Regions from separate parts of the Sus scrofa genome. Here region 1 is linked to region 2. A link is a contact called in public HiChIP or PLAC-seq data. All regions are on one chromosome and are shown on one strand. Each heading gives the region's core, a stretch centred on a gene start, on an enhancer-like site or on the middle of the called end of the contact. The rest is flanking DNA. Distances are from core to core; before and after follow the strand shown. Region 1 holds the start of HILPDA (hypoxia inducible lipid droplet associated). Region 2 holds the start of ATP6V1F (V-type proton ATPase subunit F).

Region 1 (6,570 bases), core at 3,552-6,051, 190 kb after region 2:
AGCAGCCCAAGAAATAGCAACAACAACAACAAAAAGACAAAAAATAAATAAATAAATAAATATCTTTTCTTGTCTTTTCTTTTTAATGTGACCACTAGACAATTTTAAATCATAAGGATGGCTTTTATATATTTATTGGACAGTGTTGAACTAAATCATATCTTCCAGCCCTTAATATTCTGATATCATCTTAATTAAGCTTTAGGAATGCAGCCCTTCAAACCCAGAAAGCATTACACAGCATACATTTAAAGTACTTCCTGGGAGTTCCCACTGTGGCTCAGCAGGTAAAGAACCTGACTAATACCCATGAGAATGTGGGTTGATCCCTGGCCTCTCTCAGCGGGTTAAGGATCTGATGTTACTGCAAGCTTCAGCATCACAGATGAGGCTCAGATCCCGAGCAGGTCAGCAGCTGCAGCTCTGATTTGACCCCTAGCCTGGGAACTTCATTAGGCCACCAGTGCAGCCCTAGAAAGCAAAAAAAAAAAAAAAAATTTCCTCCTTTCCTTTTATTCCACTAGATGGCACTAGAGTTAAGCCTTCAAACTAATAACAGCTATTTTATCACATTTGCAGTTTTCTAAATATGTTGTGCTTAGTCTCATCTCCACGCCCTTGCTCATACTGTTTGCTAGGAAACTCTATCCTAATTTGATCACCAACTTATTTTTAAAAATTCAGATCCTCTAAGAAGCTTTTCCTTGGAGTTCCTGTCATGGCTCAGGGGTAACAAACATGACTAGGATCCATGAGGACAACAGTTCGATCCCTGGCCTCATTCAGTGGATTAAGGATCCAAAGTTGCCATGAGCTGTGGTGTTGCTGTGGCTGTGGTGTAGGCGGGCGGCTACGGCTCAAATTGGACCCCTAGCCTGGGAACCTCCATATGCCACAGGTTCAGGCCCAAAAAGAAAAAAAAAAAGTCACCCAGTAAACCATTTCAATTAAACTAAATTGCCTGGGGAAGAGACTTCAGGTGCAGCTCTGCAACTGAAAGATCAAAATGCTCCCAAAGAAGTTGGAGAGGCATGGGAATGAGAAAAGACATCAATTTTCTTTTTTCTTTTCTTTTTTTTCTTTTTACGGCCACACCCGTGGCACATGGAGGTTTCCAGGCTATGTCACTGCCAGAGCAACACCAAATCCGAGCCTCGTCTTCGACCTAACACTACAGCTCTCGGCAACGACAGATCCTTAACCCACTGAATGAGGCCAGGGGTCAAACCCGCAACCTCATGGTTCCTAGTCGGATTCATTTCCGCCTCGCTCCGACGGGAACTCCAAGACATCAAATTTAAAACATACGTCTAGAAAAGTGCAGCTACTGGCACCTGAAACTGCCTGAAATCAAAGACAAAAAGCCAACTATAGGAGCTTCCTAGCAGTGCAGAACTTAAGGTTCTGGCATTGTCAGTGCAGTGGCTCAGGTTCAATACCTGGCCCAGGAACTTCCACATGCTGTGGGTGTGGCTAAAAAAGAAAAAAAAAAAAAAAAAGCCAACTATATTTTTGAGAGGACTCCTCTACCAAGAAAAGTCACATAAGCACAGCCAACCACAAAAGGCCAGGGAGTACACTTTTATCATGTGCCCAGGTGGGAAGCTGGAAATGCTTGTAAGCAGCAGAAGTGAGCACCACAGTGCAGCAAACAAAGTCATGCCCACACCACTGGTTCCTAGGGTAGTGGCACTCAGGAAACAAAATGACGTGTATACCAAGAGGAGTGTGTCAACTACCATAGGCAGAGGAGTGACAGTTGTTTCAACATGGGGTGGGGTGGAGGAGAAATGAATTCAAGAAAAAACAAAAAACCCTTCATTTCTGTGGAAAGGCTAAGCTGCTTAGATCTGGGAGAGCAGAAACAATCATTGTGGGGTACGGCCCTTTCACCAGCTGACCTGGAGAACACTCAGAATCGAGGAGCCGTTGTGGCGGATAATGCAGAGAAAAGGCCCATGGCCTACTTAAACTGAGTCTCTTCTCCGGAGACTGAAGGCGAGGGGCCAGAAGAAATGACCATTTTTCTTTTTCTTTAGGTCTGGGCAGAGTCAAGAGAGGACTGAAAACAGCCTAAGTTCAGACAACTGGTTGATACAGGGCAGACTCAAGCGCACCTGCCTCCAAGTTCAGAGGTGTATTTGCCTTGTGTGGGCTTTTTGCTTGGTTTTGGCCACACCAGCCTGATGCAAAGTTCCTAGGCCAGGGATCGAACCCAGCCACAGCAGTGACAACACCGAGTCCTCAGCCACGGGACCATACGGGAACTCCACCTCACGTTTTAAACAAAATGTTTAAAGCTTTAGGATGTGAAACCTCAGATCTTCTAATCAAGATCCTTCCTACCACTAATTTCTTTTCTTTTCTTCTCTTTTGTGCTTTTTAGGGCCGCACTGTCAGCTTATCGAGGTTCCCAGGCTCGGAACTGAATCAAAGCTACAGCTGCCAGTCTACACCACAGCCACGCCAGATCCAAGCCGCATCTGCAACCTACACCACAGCTCACGGCAACGCTGGATCCTTAACCCACTGAGGAAGGCCAGGAATTGAACCTGCAACCTTGTGGTTCCTAGTTGGGTTCACTTCCATTGAGCCACAACAGGAATTCCCCCTACCACTAATTTCAAGGGCAGAAGTCAACAAGACACAGTGAAACACATTCAACTTTATTTCATTAAAAAAATTTAAGCCACATGGTGGCCATAATGTCCATGTCCTCTGCAGGCACTGTCATCCTACTGCCCCTCCAGACCAATACACAATACACGCTATGCTGGAGGAGAACACTTAAAAATACAGAATGAAAACGAGACACTGAATACCTCACCTCCCCAACCCCCCCCACCCCTCCAGGCCTACAGCCCACCTACACACCTCTTCAGCTGTTATCTGCATAGAGGAGCTCTCATGGAAGAGAAGCTGAACATCAAAGAAACTGACCACGAGACATCCAAGTCCAAAGGTCCTCTTGGCAGATGCTTAGAAAACAGGGTTGAAAATAATACCATCTCCCAAAAGCTGAAGTTGCAGCACAAGCCTTCATCTAAGAGGAGGCAGAGCCATGCCGCCAAGGACAGCAAAGCATACAGCAGACTCTGGGGAGAAGTGTGCAGTCGCTCCATTCCACAGTCACAGGCAACACACTCACATCTGTGTATTAAACAGGCTTATTCCAGAGCAAGGAGTATCCAAATGGAGAGGCCCTTCAAAGGCCTAGTTAACAGTTCTCTGATAACACTGATGCTGAGGCTGCCTGCACAGGAACTGGGACAGCTGGCTGGATGTAGTCAGGCCGGTATTCCAAGGTTATAGCCGGTGCAGGGAGGTCCTATCACACTCCTCTGGATGGATGTTCTGGAAGGCTCTTGGGGCCTCTGTGTTGGCTAGTTGACCTCTGGTGGTCCAGAAGCTCCCAGGTGATGGGCTCTCCAGTAAGCCCCCCAGGGTCTCCATCAGTCTAACGAAAACTGAGAGCAGGGTCAGGACCACACCTAAGAGATAGAGTTGCAACACCTGCTTCATGGCTGAAAGGATCCCACTCGTTTGTAGAGCAGCAGAGTTGCCTTCTGCTTCTAGAAGGCCTCTGGGTCCTGAGGAAAAAGAGCGAAGTTAATCTTCATCCTTTGGAGACAAGCATGCCTCCAGCTCTACCCTTCCATCTTCCTATGAAGCTAAGAAGAGCTCAGCCAGCCAGGGAGACAGGGACCATAGCAGAATCTCCAAGTATATTTACACTGTAAACTCCATGGCTGAAAAACTAGTTCTAGCTTTCCGGACTAATTCAAGAGCACCGGGATACTTTTCCTTCTGCCAGGTATGCACCATCCCTGTGCCACAGTCCAGGGACCCAAAACTTTCCTGAAATAAAAAAACCAAGTTCTGTCTCTGTGTTGGGGGGATGTGGGGGACGGGACGGGATATAAGAACATGCCCTTGAGAAAGCAAATTAGTCTCCCTCACATCTCAGGCAGGTTCCGGCTAATCATAAACTTTATGGGAGTTCCCGACGTGGCTCAGTGCTTAACAAATCCGACTAGGAACCATGAGGTCGAGGGTTCGATCCCTGGCCTCGCTCAGTGGGTTAAGAATCCGGCGTTGCGGTGAGCTGTGATGTACGTTGCAGATGCGGCTGGGATCTGGCGTTGCTGTGGCTGTGGTGCAGGCCAGCAGCAACAGCTCCAATTTGACCCACAGGAGCGGCCTTAGAAAAGGCACAAAACAAAACAAAACCAAAAAAACCCATAAACTTCCTGAAAGTCAACATAATTCGAAGGGAGTCAAATCTATCGAGTTCACTTAAATAACAAGTACACACTGAAATCCCCTCAGTGTGTCAGGCACCCTGAAAGGTACCGGAACCACCTGAGGTCCTGTAGCAGAACCCGCCCCGCGCGTGCCTTACAGTCTAAGGCCACAGACAAGAAAATAGGCACTTACTACAAACAAGACGCCAAGAGCCATGCCAGGAAGACGCTAGGCGTGCTCTGCGAGGGCAAGGCAGGGCCTGGAGCCTAACTCCAAGCTGGCGAGCATGGGGTGGGCACGTGGATTCTAGTTAGGGCCACCCCTGGAGAAAGCAGGACTGGGCGGCTGAGTGGGGACCCGGGTGGGGCGGGGCGCGCCAGGGGCAGGGGGGTGGGGAGTCGTGGAAACCCGTAGGGCCGCTCACCTCCAGGAAGGGATGAGGGTCCGCCAAGAGCACCGCGAGACAGTACGCGTCTCCGGAAACAAAACGGCAGCCCGCGGCTAAGCGTGGAGCTAGGCCCACGCCGACCACTTATAGCCGCGGCCGCGCCGAGCCCGCGCACGCGCACTGGAGCCCTGACGCAAGCCCGCGGCCCCGCCCCTAGGCGGGGGCGGTCTGGGATCTCGCGCGGTGGGCTGCGCTCGCGGCCATCGCTGGTTCAGAAACAGACGCCGCCGGCTTCTGAGTCATTAGGGTCAGCAATGGGCCTAGGCGTTGTCTGTTAACTTCCTCTGCCTTTTCTTGCTGTGGGAAGCTTCTAAAGGAATCGGAAGGCGCATTTCCTGCCCCAAATTAAGTCGGTGGAAAACACACTGGAGATGCCCCAATCCAAGGGTGGTGGGGGATGGGTTCTTCGCCAGCAATTTCAACAAAGCACACATTGTAAGAGGGCCTCAGACCCCCCACTCCATCCCCTACTCCCAGTTTTCTTCATTCCCGGGACTGAAAAGCTGACTTTGTTCCACTTCCTTGAGGTACCAGGATTCCAGATGCCACTTCTCACCCTGCATTCCAAAGCCTGAGGTTAATTTGCCATTGCTGTCTGAAATGGTGAGGGCTTCTTACATCATAACTCCTGCTTTCTAAGAGAATGTATCACACTAGGAAAATGTGAAATACTCATTTGGCCCTGGTACCTGGGCCTCAGTGCCTGCCGACGAGTCCCTTTGGGTCTCGGTGTCCTCATATAAAACGTGGCGATGATTTTTAAGGGTGCTTAGAAATTGAACCAAAGAGCTAGAGGGTCACAGACCAGCCTCACCCATCCCCACCCCCGCAAACCAAAGAAATGTTCAGTCGTGAGAGCGCCCAGGGACGAATCTCGGAAATAGAGTGCTGGGATCTGGGAGGCCCCTGGGGAACGAGGGCGGGGGGGGGGGTGCGTAGTGGAAGGAAGGCGGTCGGTGGTTTCACTGCCTTCCTCCTGGGGAGGAGCGGAGAGAACGAAAGCTCGAGGGGGCTGGTGACTCTAGCAGGGTCCCCTGAGCTCTAGGACTGTCGGTTCTGCATGCCTGGACTGAACGAACAAGAATCCGGGAGCTCCCTTCGCTCGGCCGGCTTTGTGGACAAGGGATTGGGAGACAAGGGAGGAGCGAATCCCAGCTGCGACCTTTCACCTACTTTGCGGGTACTCCGCTGTCAGAGGAGGAGCTGCCGGGAAGGCGGGGAAGGGAGAAAGTTGGAGACGGAGACGTGCTGGCAGGCAGGCAATTTGAAATGAGCGCTTCTACTCAGCCTGCAGGAATTTTTGGTCTTTTATTACACTAGAGTTTCATCTGTTTTTGTGCTGGACTCAGGGACTCGTCTCTCGCACGGTTCCTGGGACAGGCTCCAGCTCTGATGTCACACTGCCAGGCGTCCTCCAACCTCTTGCTAGTGGGGGGCCTTGGGCGAATCCTTTAAGCTTTAGGTACTTCAGTTTCTTCAGCTGTTATATGGGATAATGACAGTCGTCACCTGGAAATTAAAGGAGTTAATCCACATAAAGCACTGAGAATAGTGCCTGGCTCCGAAAACATTTGGTTAAGTGTTAACATTATCTGTATCATCCACTGCAAAATTCCCAATGATGGGCTTTGGTCATAGTAGCCTATGTTCAGTGAGTGGACACAGGAATTCCACAATAATCCTTTGGGCTCTGCTTATTGTAAAGCTCTAAAATTTTATTTTCACATAATTCGAAGGAAGAACTATGAGAATTCCAACAATTACTTGTCCCACACATTCACTGCCATTATCTAGACATCACTCCATAAGGAGGCAACAGCGTTTGGGTGAATAAAGCTCAGTGCTTTCCCATCTGTCAACTACAAATATTATTGACT
Region 2 (6,831 bases), core at 2,398-4,897:
CCTTGGCACACCTCACGTGCCTTGCTTGCTGAGGTGGCCTCAGGCCAGGGTCCACGAGGTAAGAGCCTTGATTCCCAAACCTTCTGTAGGACCCAGGCTGGTACCACCGGCTTCCAGGTTTTCTGTGATTTCTGCTTCCATTCCTTGAGGTCAGGTCCCCTCCCAGCTAATAGAGACTCGAGTGGGGGCCTCGGGGGTCTGGACACAAGCCTCTTTCCATCCCTCCCTGCCAGAGCTGGTCATCTTTCATTCAGAGGGCTGGTCCTTGAGTTATGGCCTCCCGGCACATCTTCCTGGTCGAACGCTTCTGTGCCGGGGTCTCTGGCAGAACCCTTTCCAGGCCTGCCAGCCTAATCCCCCCCGTAGCCTCATCGAGTCCTTCCTAGCACCTGGCTTTGGATCAGAGAGAAGCAAGAACATTGTTTTAATTATTATTATTATTATTTTTTTTTTTTGGTCTTTTTGCCATTTCTTGGGCTTCTCCCGCGGCATATGGAGGTTTCCAGGCTAGGGGTCTAATCAGAGCTGTAGCTGCCAGCCTATGCCAGAGCCACAGCAATGTGGGATCTGAGCCACGTCTGAGACCTACACCACAGCTCACAGCAACGCCGGACCCTTAACCCACTGAGCAAGGCTAGGGTTCGAACCGGCAACCTCATGGTTCCTAGTCAGATTTGTTAACCACTGAGCCACGACAGGAACTCCAAGAACATTATTTTAATTTAACATCGACAATGACACTGTAACAGCACAGGGAAGAGGTAGTGGAGTGAAGACTCAGGCTTCCTGTTCCCTAACCGGCCTTGATTTAATGGCAGAGCCCCAGCAACCTGGAAACACCTCACCTAGCCTCTCAGTGGAGTGGGAAGGGGCAGGGGAATTGGAACTCGGAGGCTCAAATCTCAGAGAAGGGCTGGTCGCAAGCCTGGGGAGAGGCTGCAGGGCTGCGGGGAGTCCCCCTAGCGTAGGTCTTCAGCCGTGAACATGCCCTTGGCCCTGCGCAGGATGGAGTCCTTGGCAGCATCATAGGGGTGCTCCTTGGACGGGATCTCCAGGACGGCTGGGATGGAGCGCTGGTGGGCGTCGAGCGCGTGCCGCACCATCTCTGCGATGTACTGGTTGATGAGGATGATGCCGATGTCCTCCCGGTTGAGGAACTGCCTGTAGGGAGAGATGAGCCGGGAGGCCAGGGTGACCCACGCTGAGGTGGTGGGCTGGGCTGCAGAGGGGAGCGGGCTGGGTGCGCAGAGCGCGATGGACAAAGGAAAAGGTCGCTCTAGCTAAATTCTCCATTCTATTCAGCATCAATTTCATTCCAAAGCTAAGGGCCGCGGCTTCTACTTCCCCTGCTAGGAGGGCTCCTAACTCAACTGCTAATGAAGATAAGGGTGCGTGCTGGTGTATTCTATAGGCTGCCTTTGGGAAAGAAAGCGAGAGGATAAGATTAAAGAGATCTGTCCCTTTGTATCCGAATTTTAAAGGGCGGAAAGATAAGGAAGAACCGATGTGGTTATCTAGGGAATTCAGGAAGGTGGTAATACAGCAAAGAGGTCAGGGGTGACTTCTCAGTGTGTATACCCCTTAAACATTAATTTGTAAACCCTATGAACACATTAACATTTCAAAAGGAAATAGGATACTTTTTTTTGTTTTCTTTTCTTTTGCCTTTTCTAGGGCCACTTCCGGGGCATATGGAGGTTCCCAGGCTAGGGGTGGAATCCGAGCTGTAGCTGCTGGCCTACGCCAGAGCCACAGCAACGTGGGATCCGAGCCGCGTCTGCACCACAGCTCATGGCGACACTGATAGGATACGTTTTTAAAGGGGGAGGCATTGTTGAGACAACTCAAGGTCTACCCTGATGAGGGCAGGAGGTGGTTCAGAGGGGAGGTCTGGCCTGAGCCAAGAACACAACAGGGAGAGGAAAAATCAGTAAACGAAGGAATCGCACTTTCCTCACAGAGAGAACCAGGCACTGGGCTCTTTCTTGTGATCATCTACTCATTCATTAATTTACTTATGTGTTAATCTGGAGCTGCAGCACTGGCCTAAGCCACAGCCACAGCCACGCCAGATCCAAGCCACGTCTGCGAGCCACACCACAGGTCACGCAACACCAGATCCTCAAGCCACTGAGCAAGGCCAGGGATCGAACCTGCATCCTCATGGATGTAATCAGATTCGTTTCTGCTGAGCCATGACAGGAACTCCATAGACCTGATGATTTTCTGAAGTCCCTTTGGTTGGAAAGTTCTTGAAGTAAAATTTGCCCTTCTCTCATGACAACTTGGATCACTTTACTGGACTGATCAGCAGAGATGAGCTTCTCTGCGCAGGGCCTAACATACCCCAGGCAACAGGAACCAGTCTCAGCCAGCGGCTCAGGGCTGGGCTGTTTAGGGGGAAACAGGCAAGAGTGGTTTGTTCCTGAGAGACTTGGCACCGGGGCCCTAGAAGAAAGGGTGTGGGAAAGAACAGGGGGCAAGCATCCTCCACTCTAGTCACCAGGATGCCTCCTGGATTAAGGGACATGCCTGCACCCACATTTTAAAGCTACTGCTCTTAAGCCAGGCCAGGAAACGAAGATTTGAAGTGTAAGGTCTTAGCAGAAGTCCTGATATTCTGTCCGCTGGGCTCAGGACAATGGGAAATTCCAAAGCAGACCAAGGAGAGCTGCACAAGCAGAGAGTAGACCTGGCTTAAGAAAGGCAGAAAGGGAGGGACAGGGTTCAAATCCCCACTAGGTCTCTTGTGAATCGTATGACTTTAGAATGTGCCTTGACCTCTCTGAGCTTCAGTCTTCTCGCTTATACGTGGGAATAACCATGGCCTTACATCACGATTGTGAGAGCCTCTAAGGGAGATGAAAACACAAAGAAAAGCTCGAGTCCACTCACTGAATGTGTGGTTCCTTTAGAAGCCAACTCGCAAAAGAGTCGACTGCTTGCAGTGACCGGAGCCTGCTCTACGGGTGAACTGGGGGAACCCCTGCAGAGGATCTGAGACTGACCCTTTGTGGGGCTTGGGTGCACTGGACGCCCAGCTCTCGCGGGCCAGGTTGGGCCAAAGGGTGGTGCCCGCCCGTCACGAGCTCTGTTCCCCTTCTTTCCTGACACACGGTCATGTGAGAAGGGAGTTTGTGGACCCGACATAGCCTCGGCCCCACCAAGCCCCTAAAGGGAACTTGGGGCGCGTAGGCCTTCGCTCCGGATAGGTGGGTGGACCGACTTTCCAGACCGTCGAGGACGGGATCTGACACTTCGGCCAACGTCTGGACGCCCAGCGACACCCCCGCCTTCTCCCCGCACTCCCACCAGACCCCAGAAGGTCGCGTTCAGGCCTTGCGGGCAACCGTACCGGAAAGTGTCTTCGATCTCATTGATGGTTGTATCCTTCTCCACCACCAGGAAATTAGGGTGGCGGTTTTTGTTAAGCTCCCCTATGCCGCCCAGCAGGAAGCCAGTCACCGTGTCTTCGTCTCCGATCACCGCAATTAGCTTCCCCCTCCCCGCCATCCTCAGAGTCAGACAGCCAGCCGCGACCGCCGGGTGTCACCGAGCTCCGGGTTCGCAGTGCCCCGCCTCTTCGGCCCCACCCCCGGCTCTTTAGACATGCGCAGTTCCACCACTCCGCCTCCTGGGACATGCGCAACAACAGCAAAGGCGCCCGAATCTGCATACGCCTGCGCTATAAAGGGAGGGCCGTTCCCCAGGCCTACGGTTCCCAGAAGTCCGAGCGGCCTCCCCGGGTTTCGCAGGCAAGTTCGATCCTTCTTCTACAAACGTGTCGAGCCTTTTGCTGTGTTAAGATGCCGAGACGCCGACAAGACAGTTCCCGTTCTCGAGGGTAAGGTCCGAGTCTTGTACCGACTGTTTATGTAACTATGGCAGACGGTTAACAACTAGTACATATTCAGTTAATAAGAGGATGGATAAGTTGATGATACTCTCTAGTGCGATAGAGGATTCACAAAGCAGTGTGTTATTTGCTGAAACGTGAGAAGTATGTGGAAGCCCACATCAGGTGTAACTAATCTGTGGGAGAGGGAGCGCACAGAGAAGGTCGCTAGCAGGATGAAGGGGATAGAAATGAGGACGAAGGAGTACCCATCGTGGCTTAGCGGGTAAGAACCTGACTAATCTCTGGGAGGATAGGGGTTCCATCCCTGACCTCACTCAGGGTTAAGGATCAGGCGTTGCCGCAAACTGCGGCGTAGGTCGCAGGTGCAGGTCGGATCCGGTGTAGCTGTGATGTAGGCTGGCAGCTGCGGCTCTGATTTGACCCCTAGCTTGGGAACTTCCATAAGCCACAGGTGCAGCTGTAAGGAAAGAAAAAAAAAATGAGGGCAAGAGGGTGTTCTGGGGAAGAGGAACAGCACGTGCAAAGACTTAGGGCTAGAGAGCATCAGTGCCTTCAAGAAAAGCTAAAGAATCTGGAAGTTACCCTGAGGACGACTGAAGTTACGCTGAAACCCCTGAAGGATTTAGTTGAAGAGAATGAAACGGCCAGGTTCAAGTTTTAGAGATAGCATGGAGACCATGCCGTGTGCCGAGGCCAGACTAAAAGAGGAGAAACCATTGTGGAGAGAGAGTGGTGGCCAGAACCCATGTAGTGGTGGTGATGGCGAATGTGGAGAAGCAGGTGGAGTCAAGAGGGGTTTAGAGACAGCATGGACGGAACTAGTTTGGGGAGTGATAGGGTGCTTCCAGGTTTCTGGCCTATGCGGCTGGGGTGGTCAGGAGTAACATTCCTGAACGCTATGCGGTGAACATGTTGAAGAAAGGTCCGCTTGCTCCCCCGCCCTTTTAAAGAGCAGGCATCCTGGCGTCTGGCATGTGATTTGCAAGTTTAGAGCACTTGAGACATGCAGATAGGGGTTCACTGTGTGGTAGGCTGGGGATTTGGGCACACCTGGTTTGAATCTCAGCCCTGCTGCTCAGAGCTGTGATTTGGGACTCATCCCTGAAATGTTCGGGACCTTGGTCTTTTCAGATAACCGCCTCATAGGGCGGTTAACTGATAACTGCCTCATAGGGCGGTTAGAATTAAGTGAGATGAAGTCCCTAAATGCTCGGCACCTGAGGCCATCCTGCAGTCCGGGGAGGGCAGCTGAAGCTGAGGCAGGAGCCAGCTAACCTTGCAGGAAAACGCTCACATCTGGGGGAGAAGTGGGCGGGAAGGCAGGGAGGGAGGGTGGGTGTAGAAGCCTGGACAGAGCCGGCCCTTAATGACCATAAGTAGTTGAATACTTGACAATGGATCCTGCTTCAAAGGGTCTTTCAGGTCAAGTAGGGAGCTGGGACAGTGCCACATATATCACTCGTGATTTCATTCAACCAGCATTTATCAGAGGGGGCCAAGAAGAGGTTTAGGACACAGACTGATAAAATATGACTTCTGTCCTCAAGGAGCTCCCTTGGGATTGAGGGGGAGAGTGAAAAATATCACGGGGGAGGAGGTAGACATACAGAAAGAGAGGCCCTGGAGGGGTCTTGAGGGCAGGATTCAGGAGGGGGAAGGGAAGGAAACTTAGAGGAGCCAGGAGGCAGACAGCTACTGAGTGAAGAGGTGCGTGGGGGTAGGGCTGAGAATCGGAGCCAGGCCATGGGTGCGGGTTTTCTCCGGCGACGCAGCACCACGTGCTGAAACATCGGCCGTGAGTCTAGAGTTGGGGGATGCGTGAAATGCTGCCTTGCCCTGCTCAGGCTACTGGCGCGTCATTTATTCATTCCTCATGCCTATCGGTGTTAGACCTCCCAGGGTTCTGGCGGGGCGGCCGAGCCTCAGACACTTGGTCCCAGCTGAGGGTGGGATATGCAGCCAGGCGTGCCCCAGGGCAGGATGAGAGCTGCGGGGCTGACCTGGGAGGACAGGGAGGGCTTCGGGAAAGCTTCCTGTTGGCCAGGAGGATGGGGTGGAGAGGCAAGGGTGTTCCTGGGCAGGGGCCCAAACCGCAGCACAGGTGCCTGGGAAACTAGGTTATGAAGAGGGTCCGAGGTGGAGGGTGCGGTGGGGAATGGACACACTGCCCGACTCGGAGGCTTCTGGAATGAGTGGGTAGGGGGGCTGAACCTAGAGACCTTGTTAAGATGCGTAGACCAGCCAGGAGCAGAAGGGAGCCATGGTCCCTTTAATGTGACCCCCCACTGCAGTGCGGAGGGCAGGTCAGAGGAAGCTGGCTGGTGGGTCAGGAAGGTGCAGGGCAGGAAGGAGGCCTTAAGTGAGGTCAGGGCTGGAGGTGGAGAGGGAGCCGGCCCAGTTCTGACCCAGGCCCTGGCTGGAGCGAAAGGGTCCTGGGTGTGCATGTGGTTCCGCCTGCCTGCGGGGTGAGGCCCTGCCTGCTTGAGTCAGTGCCGTTTTAAGGTCCTAATTTTGAGAACATCCTTGAGATGAGGCTGAACAGAAATTGGCGTCCCGGTGGTCCTAGGGCCGTCTTCTAGAACCTCGCGTCCACCCCTCTCTCCCACCCATCAGCTTTCCAGGAATCTGAGGAGCAAGCCCTGCCAAGATTCTATCTAGACCTTCTCAAATAGATGTCCCAGAGGGGTGGCCTTCCCTTTGGCCTGAGTCAGTCCTCCAGGGGACAGGCAGCTGGCCTCTGCCTCCCAGGGCCAGGTGCAGTGTCAGTGGCCAGAGGTGGCCAGCCATAGGGAGCACACACACAAGACACAGCCAAGCCTCTGCGACAGGCCGCACTTTATTTGGAGCTTTCCACCTAAGCGGCTCCCAGCTGAGCCGCATGACATGTGCAAAAGTCCCCCCAGAAAGCTGGGCCTCGCAGTGTGTAAAAAAGGCCCCCCCGTGGGGCAGAGCTGTGCAATCATAAAAAAAAA

Evidence for each region. HiChIP or PLAC-seq counts read pairs in DNA pulled down with a chosen protein or histone mark.
Region 1: an H3K27ac HiChIP or PLAC-seq map of alveolar macrophages shows a contact between it and region 2. The contact joins the promoter of HILPDA here to the promoter of ATP6V1F in region 2. A contact is called at or near these places in 2 of 47 Hi-C or Micro-C datasets (heart right ventricle and liver) and 1 of 2 datasets of contacts at active chromatin or transcription factors (alveolar macrophages).

The regions. Positions count from the first base shown.
Region 1 is chr18:19,942,279-19,948,848 of Sscrofa11.1, forward strand. HILPDA (hypoxia inducible lipid droplet associated) reads right to left here and starts at 4,802. Exons shown (of 2, transcript NM_001348757.1): 1 at 4,670-4,802; 2 at 2,651-3,590. The coding sequence starts at 3,522. The coding sequence ends at 3,307. FAM71F2 (protein FAM71F2) reads right to left here and starts at 3,009. Exons shown (of 5, transcript XM_021078782.1): 1 at 2,875-3,009. The coding sequence starts at 2,895.
Region 2 is chr18:19,753,059-19,759,889 of Sscrofa11.1, forward strand. ATP6V1F (V-type proton ATPase subunit F) reads right to left here and starts at 3,648. Exons shown (of 2, transcript XM_003134698.3): 1 at 3,356-3,648; 2 at 703-1,161. The coding sequence starts at 3,513. The coding sequence ends at 960. It overlaps FLNC (filamin-C), which reads right to left. Exons shown (of 46, transcript XM_021078951.1): 46 at 6,676-6,831. It overlaps LOC100518456, which reads right to left and starts at 30. Exons shown (of 2, transcript XM_003134696.4): 1 at 1-30.